2 separate regions of the Mus musculus genome follow, and region 1 is linked to region 2. A link is a contact called in public promoter capture Hi-C data. All regions are on one chromosome and are shown on one strand. Each heading gives the region's core, a stretch centred on a gene start, on an enhancer-like site or on the middle of the called end of the contact. The rest is flanking DNA. Distances are from core to core; before and after follow the strand shown. Region 1 holds the start of Cfap77 (cilia and flagella associated protein 77). Region 2 overlaps Cfap77 (cilia and flagella associated protein 77).

Region 1 (2,700 bases), core at 26-2,525, 47 kb before region 2:
CCATATTTTTTTTTTCTTTCGAGGTGGGAGGAAGTGTCCAACAGGGAAACTGGCTTGGGACCACCCACTGAATTAGCATTGACCTCAAGCCTAAGAATGCATATTTCTATTGCAGTACGACTGTGTTAGTACCATATCCCAGAGAGAGAGAGAGAGAGAGAGAGAGAGAGAGAGAGAAGAAGAAGAAGAAGAAGAAGAAGAAGAAGAAGAAGAAGGAAGAAGGAAGAAGGAGGAGGAGGAAGAAGAAGAAGAAGAAGAAGAAGAAGAAGAAGAAGAAGAAAGGAAGGAAGAAGAAGGAGGAGGAGAAGGAGGAGGAGAAAGAAGAGGAGGAGGAGGAGGAAGAGAAGAAGAAGAGAAGAAGAAAAGAAGGAGAAAAGAAGAAGAAGAAAGGAAGGAAGAAGAAGGAGGAGGAGAAGGAGGAGGAGAAAGAAGAGGAGGAGGAGGAGGAAGAGAAGAAGAAGAGAAGAAGAAAAGAAGGAGAAAAGAAGAAGAGAAGAAAAGAAGGAGAAAAGAAGAAGAAAAGAAGAAGAGAAGAAGAAGAAAAGAAGGAGAAAAGAAGAGAAGAAGAAAAAAGGAGAAAAGAAGAAGAAAAGAAGGAGAAAAGAAGAAGAAAAGAAGAAAAGAAGAAGAAAAGGAGAAAAGAAGAAGAAAAGAAGAAGAAGGAGAAGGAGGAGGAGGAGGAGGAGGAGGAGGAGAAGAAGAAGAAGAAGAAGAAGAAGAAGAAGAAGAAGAAGGAAGAAGAAGAAGAAGAAGAAGAAGAAGAAGAAGAAGAAGAAGAAGAAGAAGAAGAAGAAGAAGAAGGAAGAAGAAGAAGAAGAAGAAGAAAAGATTCCCTTGGGAGGGAACTGTAACTAGAGTAGGGTAGTTAGAGGGTGGAAGCCAAGGATAAGTGATCCTCTAAAACCTCTTCTCTTTTAACACAACCTAGATTTGATTCTTGGGTTTTTCTATGTTGATTTGAGACAGGTCTAAAAGGTCTCTGTGGTTGCTAAGAATTTCTAGAAAGAAAACCGGAAGCTCTTGAGCTGTTGGCGTCTTGTCACCAAGGAGACGGGACGTTCCATTTTTCCGAAAGGGGTAGTGTAGACACTCTTCCCTCTCTCAGTCTGCTGCGAGGTGCCCAAATCACTCCGAAGAACTGGCGGGGTTTAAGCTTTGGACAGAGGCTCCGCAGGTGGGCGCGCTCTGCTCCGGAGCCTGCCTTGCCGCGAGGTGCACCCCAGGGTCCCCGTGGTGCAGCCCGGAGCGCGCGCTCGCTCGGGGCTGGAGTCCTCAGACAGCGCAGAACTCTGTGGGCTTTGCAGCCAAGGTCTAATCCCGGAGGCCCCTGGGATGCCTGATCCGGCGAAACCCGGGAAAGACCTCACGGCATGGAAAAAGAAGAAGCAGCCCGTGCATCGCACGGTCAGCCAGATCTGCCCGCCGCCCCGACGGCCGCTGACGGTGGTCGACATCCGTACGGGCATGGAGAACGAAAGGCTGGGGGTCGTGCGTGACTCCATGTTTCAGAACCCGCTCATCGTCAAGGTGAGCGCCTGGGCACGATCATCCCCTCCGCGGGCACCGACGCCGCCGATGGGTTCCAGCTGCTGAACTCTCGGGACCCGGGGCCCAGGGTTTGGGCGCAGTGTAGGAAACTTGCTCTGGGTGAAACAGGCCTCCTGGACCCTCTGCAGTCGTAGCCAGTCCAGGAACCTCAGTGTCCTCAAGTGGCACACGTTAGCGGGGTCTTTCCCCACTACTGGGAAAGACTATGGATAGGGCAATCTCTACCGGGCTCGTACCCACAGGGTGACAGACAGGTCTCAGGCACCCATCCATGCCCTTGCCACCCAAGATCCATCTTCCCCAGCACCTCTGGTCTACTATGCAGCAGGTGCTCTGGGACTGACTGTCGGGAAAGTATCACAACACCATCTTAAGTGTGCTGGGGGTGTGAGATTCAAAGCCCTCTAGGAGGCGTGGCTGGCACTTGCGTGGGAGCAGCGTTTATAGACAGATCACTTTCCCTTTCGGTGCTGGTCCTCCGCACTTTTGTCTGTTTTCCTGTCTGGCTAAAAACTACACTTGGGCCGGGCGTGGTGGGGCACGCCTTTAATCCCAGCACTTGGGAGGCAGAGGCAGGCGGATTTTTGAGTTCGATACCAGCCTGGTCTACAAAGTGAGCTCCAGGACAGCCAGGGCTATAGAAAAACCCTGTCTCGAAAAACAAAAACAAAAACAAAACCCAAAAAAAACCTACACGTGGCCGTGGCTCTGCCTCTTTAGGCGCCGGGAGACCGAAAAAGTAAAGTTGAAGTTTAGTGGCGCAAATTTATCTTGTGCCGCTAGAGGGCAGTGTGCTTCTAAAAATTGACCTCGGTTTCCAGGTTCCATAGAGGTATGGGCATGCTGATGGGTTCTTTGACTATAGGCAGACCTATATTGTTAGACCTTTCTGGGCTAATTAATGCTCCCAGGAGGACAGAAGCTAGATACAGGGAACCCATGAAGCAGCATCCTTAGCACTGGCCCCTCTGAGATGTTTCCACAGTGGAACAAGTTTTGCTTACTTCTTGGATTCCTGATCTTAGCAGGTACCTGGGACAGAGAGTTGGAATTCACTGCCTTAGGCCAAGGAGGAAATCAAGGCCTATCAGTGCCTATCAATGGGTGTCCTGATAAAATTCCAACAGTGCTTTTATCTATCTATCTATCTAT
Region 2 (2,700 bases), core at 102-2,601:
ACCAGGAGTCGGGTTGAGAGAAGAGGGAAAGGCACCCATCACTGAGAGTCAGGAAGAATAAAGAATTAAACATGAAACTACAGAGAACCATTTCTGAGGAGGTTAGAACCCAAGGGATCATGCATCTTGCGTTGCGTTGGCCACTGCACTGGGCGGGTCAACAGAGTGGCTGTCCACACAGAGATCGTAGCAACCTCCCCCAAATGATAGGATTAAGCTTCATGGTGCCTCGTGGTCAGAGATGTGGGAGTTGAATAGTGGCCTCTGAAAAGATACATCCACATCCTAATTCTAATCTCTGTGAATGTGACCTTATGGACAAATGGGGTGTTTGCAGATGTCATCGGTAAAGGCTCTTGGGATGCCACACTCCATCTAAGGTGACAGGTGTTTCGATAGGGAAAAGAAGGTAAGACTTGAGACATGTACTCTGGAGTAGAGCTGTATGAGACAGGCAGAAACTAGACTGGTGTGGTCAGAAGCAGACAGATGAGGGCTGCTGGCTGAGGTGGGACAGGAACCTTGAAGCTGAGGCTTTGGCCTCAGACTTCTGACTTCAAACAGACATGTTTAAGTATTTCTCCCATACAGTGCTCTGTGCCTTCGCTCTCTCCACATCCATCTGAAGTCCCTGCTCTTAGCTCCCATTCTAGGGTCCTCTACAGGCCAAACAGACACTGAGGGGTAAAACAAGAACGATCTGGACAGACAGACAGACAGGCAGAGGAGCTCTAGGGCTAGGGATGGAGCTCCTAGTTGGTGGAGTTTGCTTAGCATGCTCACAGGAAGCTCCAAATCCACCTCCAGCATCACATGCGCCAGGGACGCCGGTGCTCACCGGTAACGCCAGCAGTTGGCAGATGAAGGCGAGAGGATCAGACGTTCAGCCCCATTCTCAGCTTATCCTCAGTGAGGCCAGGGCTAGCCTGGTCTACCTGAAACCCTGGATCAAAACAAAAAGGAGGAGGAGAAGAGGAGGAGGGAAAGAGGGAGAGGAGGAGGGATGGTGGACCGGGTAGGCTAGAGAGGGAAGGAGAAACTGTGGTCAAGCTCGGATCAGTGTCACAGCCATCCACTGTCACACGCATTCAGCTAGTTCTAGCCCCGTATATGAAAAAGCCCAAACACGTGCACTTTTACTTGGGAACAAAGAAAAACATTTGATTGGAGATGGGGTCAGGGTGAGGGGCTAGCTTAACCAGCTTTGGCCTGCTTCACATATTTTGTGGGTTAGTCTAGTAGACCTTTGTTGGCAACCCTCTGCACGTTCCCAATAAAACCCTGACCCTAGCCCAGTTCCTGGGTGATGACCTATAACCTCTCATCCTACCTAGTTCAAAGGTCTGCATTCATACCAGTTTGTCCAGGGTAGGAACGCAATTTGTAGTGGGGGCTGTGGACCACACAGTGTCAGCTAACCTTTGGAAGGACCAAAATCAAAGTTTAAAGTTCAACCTCCGAGGAGGCCAGCCATATCTGTGATGTCTGTGTACCAGTCGTATTTATTCGTTTGTCTGTATTGAGACACGATTTCTCTGTGTAGCCCTGGCTGTCTGGAACTCACTCTGTGGATTAGACCTGCCTCAGACTCAGAGATCTGCCTGCCTCTGCCTCTGGAATGCTGGCTGGGATTAAGAACGTGTGCCACCACCAGTTTTTAATACAAATTTTGGATTCTGGGGCTGGGGAGATGGCTCAGTGGTTAAGAGCTCCCATTGTTCTTCCAGAGGATCTAAGTTCAGTTCCTAGCACACAACTGCCTATAACTCCAGCTCCAGGAGACCTTGTACCTTCTGGCTTCCATAGGCACCTATCCACACACAGGTGGCACACACACGCACGCACGCGTACACACACACACACACACACACACACACACAAACACACACTTAAAAGCCCTGGATTCTGAGGGTAAGAAGGTGTCTCCGTCAGTAGGCTGTCTGCTGCATAAACACAAGGCCATGAATCCATCCCCGTGCCCCTGAGCCTGGCTCGATACTCTGCACCCGCAATCCCAGTACTGGCAGAGGCCTGAATACCCCAGGGTTCAATGGCCAGACAGCCTAGCTGAATCATGAGCTCCAGATTCACTGAAAGACCCTGTCTGACAAACTAAGGCATAGAGTTATAGAGGAAAATACTTGATGTCAACTTCCGGCCTCCATATGTATGTACAAATATGTCCACAAACATGGATGTTGATCCTGGACTCCAAGGCTCAGGTCATCTTCTCTGGTGGGCAACACTGCATGTTGTCACTCACTGCCACCGAAGAAGATGAAGCTCCCTGATGGCCTTGTCAAGCTGTCCAGTTTAAAATGATACAAAAAGTGGGGAGCAAAACGTTCCCCCAAGGGTGGACTGAAGTGTAGTGGAGAGACTTACAGCCCCATAAAGCCGCCAGGCCAGACCAAGTCTCACTGGCTCTTTAAAACCCCAAGAAGGGCTTCATTTGCATTTAGATCTCCTTGCTCCCTCTTTTCATCTAAAGACAAATCCTCACAAAAGGCTGCTTAATTAGACCAAATTAGATTTCCACTCAGCCGCTTGTCATTCATTACAAAACGCTGTTCTTTTTCTATTTTGGTAATTACGGGCTGGTCTCCGCCCGTTTGTAGCCCTCACTCCAGCCGGTGCCTGACTAGCATCCCTGATCTGGTGCAGGGAAGAGGAAAATTACTCGCTAGCACCCACCTGTCT

Evidence for each region. Promoter capture Hi-C pulls out the DNA fragments that hold promoters and counts their contacts.
Region 1: a contact with region 2 is called in a promoter capture Hi-C map of liver, with 6 times the contacts expected there. The contact joins the promoter of Cfap77 here to the enhancer-like site in region 2. A contact is called at or near these places in 3 of 39 promoter capture datasets (liver and stem cell-derived epiblast-like cells), 3 of 15 datasets of contacts at CTCF or cohesin (the NIH/3T3 cell line, large pre-B cells and pro-B cells), 18 of 484 Hi-C or Micro-C datasets (8-cell embryo, the AML12 cell line, the AtT-20 cell line and 9 more), 5 of 115 datasets of contacts at active chromatin or transcription factors (the SCID.adh cell line, bone marrow-derived macrophages and embryonic stem cells) and 4 of 9 other capture datasets (adipose tissue, embryonic stem cells, liver and 1 more).

The regions. Positions count from the first base shown.
Region 1 is chr2:29,053,641-29,056,340 of GRCm38.p6, reverse strand. It overlaps Cfap77 (cilia and flagella associated protein 77), which reads left to right and starts at 1,275. Exons shown (of 6, transcript NM_001166705.1): 1 at 1,275-1,527. The coding sequence starts at 1,333.
Region 2 is chr2:29,006,567-29,009,266 of GRCm38.p6, reverse strand. The region is part of intron 1 of Cfap77 (cilia and flagella associated protein 77); the gene reads left to right. Among named protein-coding and RNA genes, the nearest start is that of Cfap77, 47 kb to the left of the region's middle. Within about 2 kb of position 1,351, at least 5 of the 459 cell types and tissues checked have an H3K27ac peak or open chromatin away from gene starts, as enhancers often do. A contact at or near this core is called in liver, where this site is marked.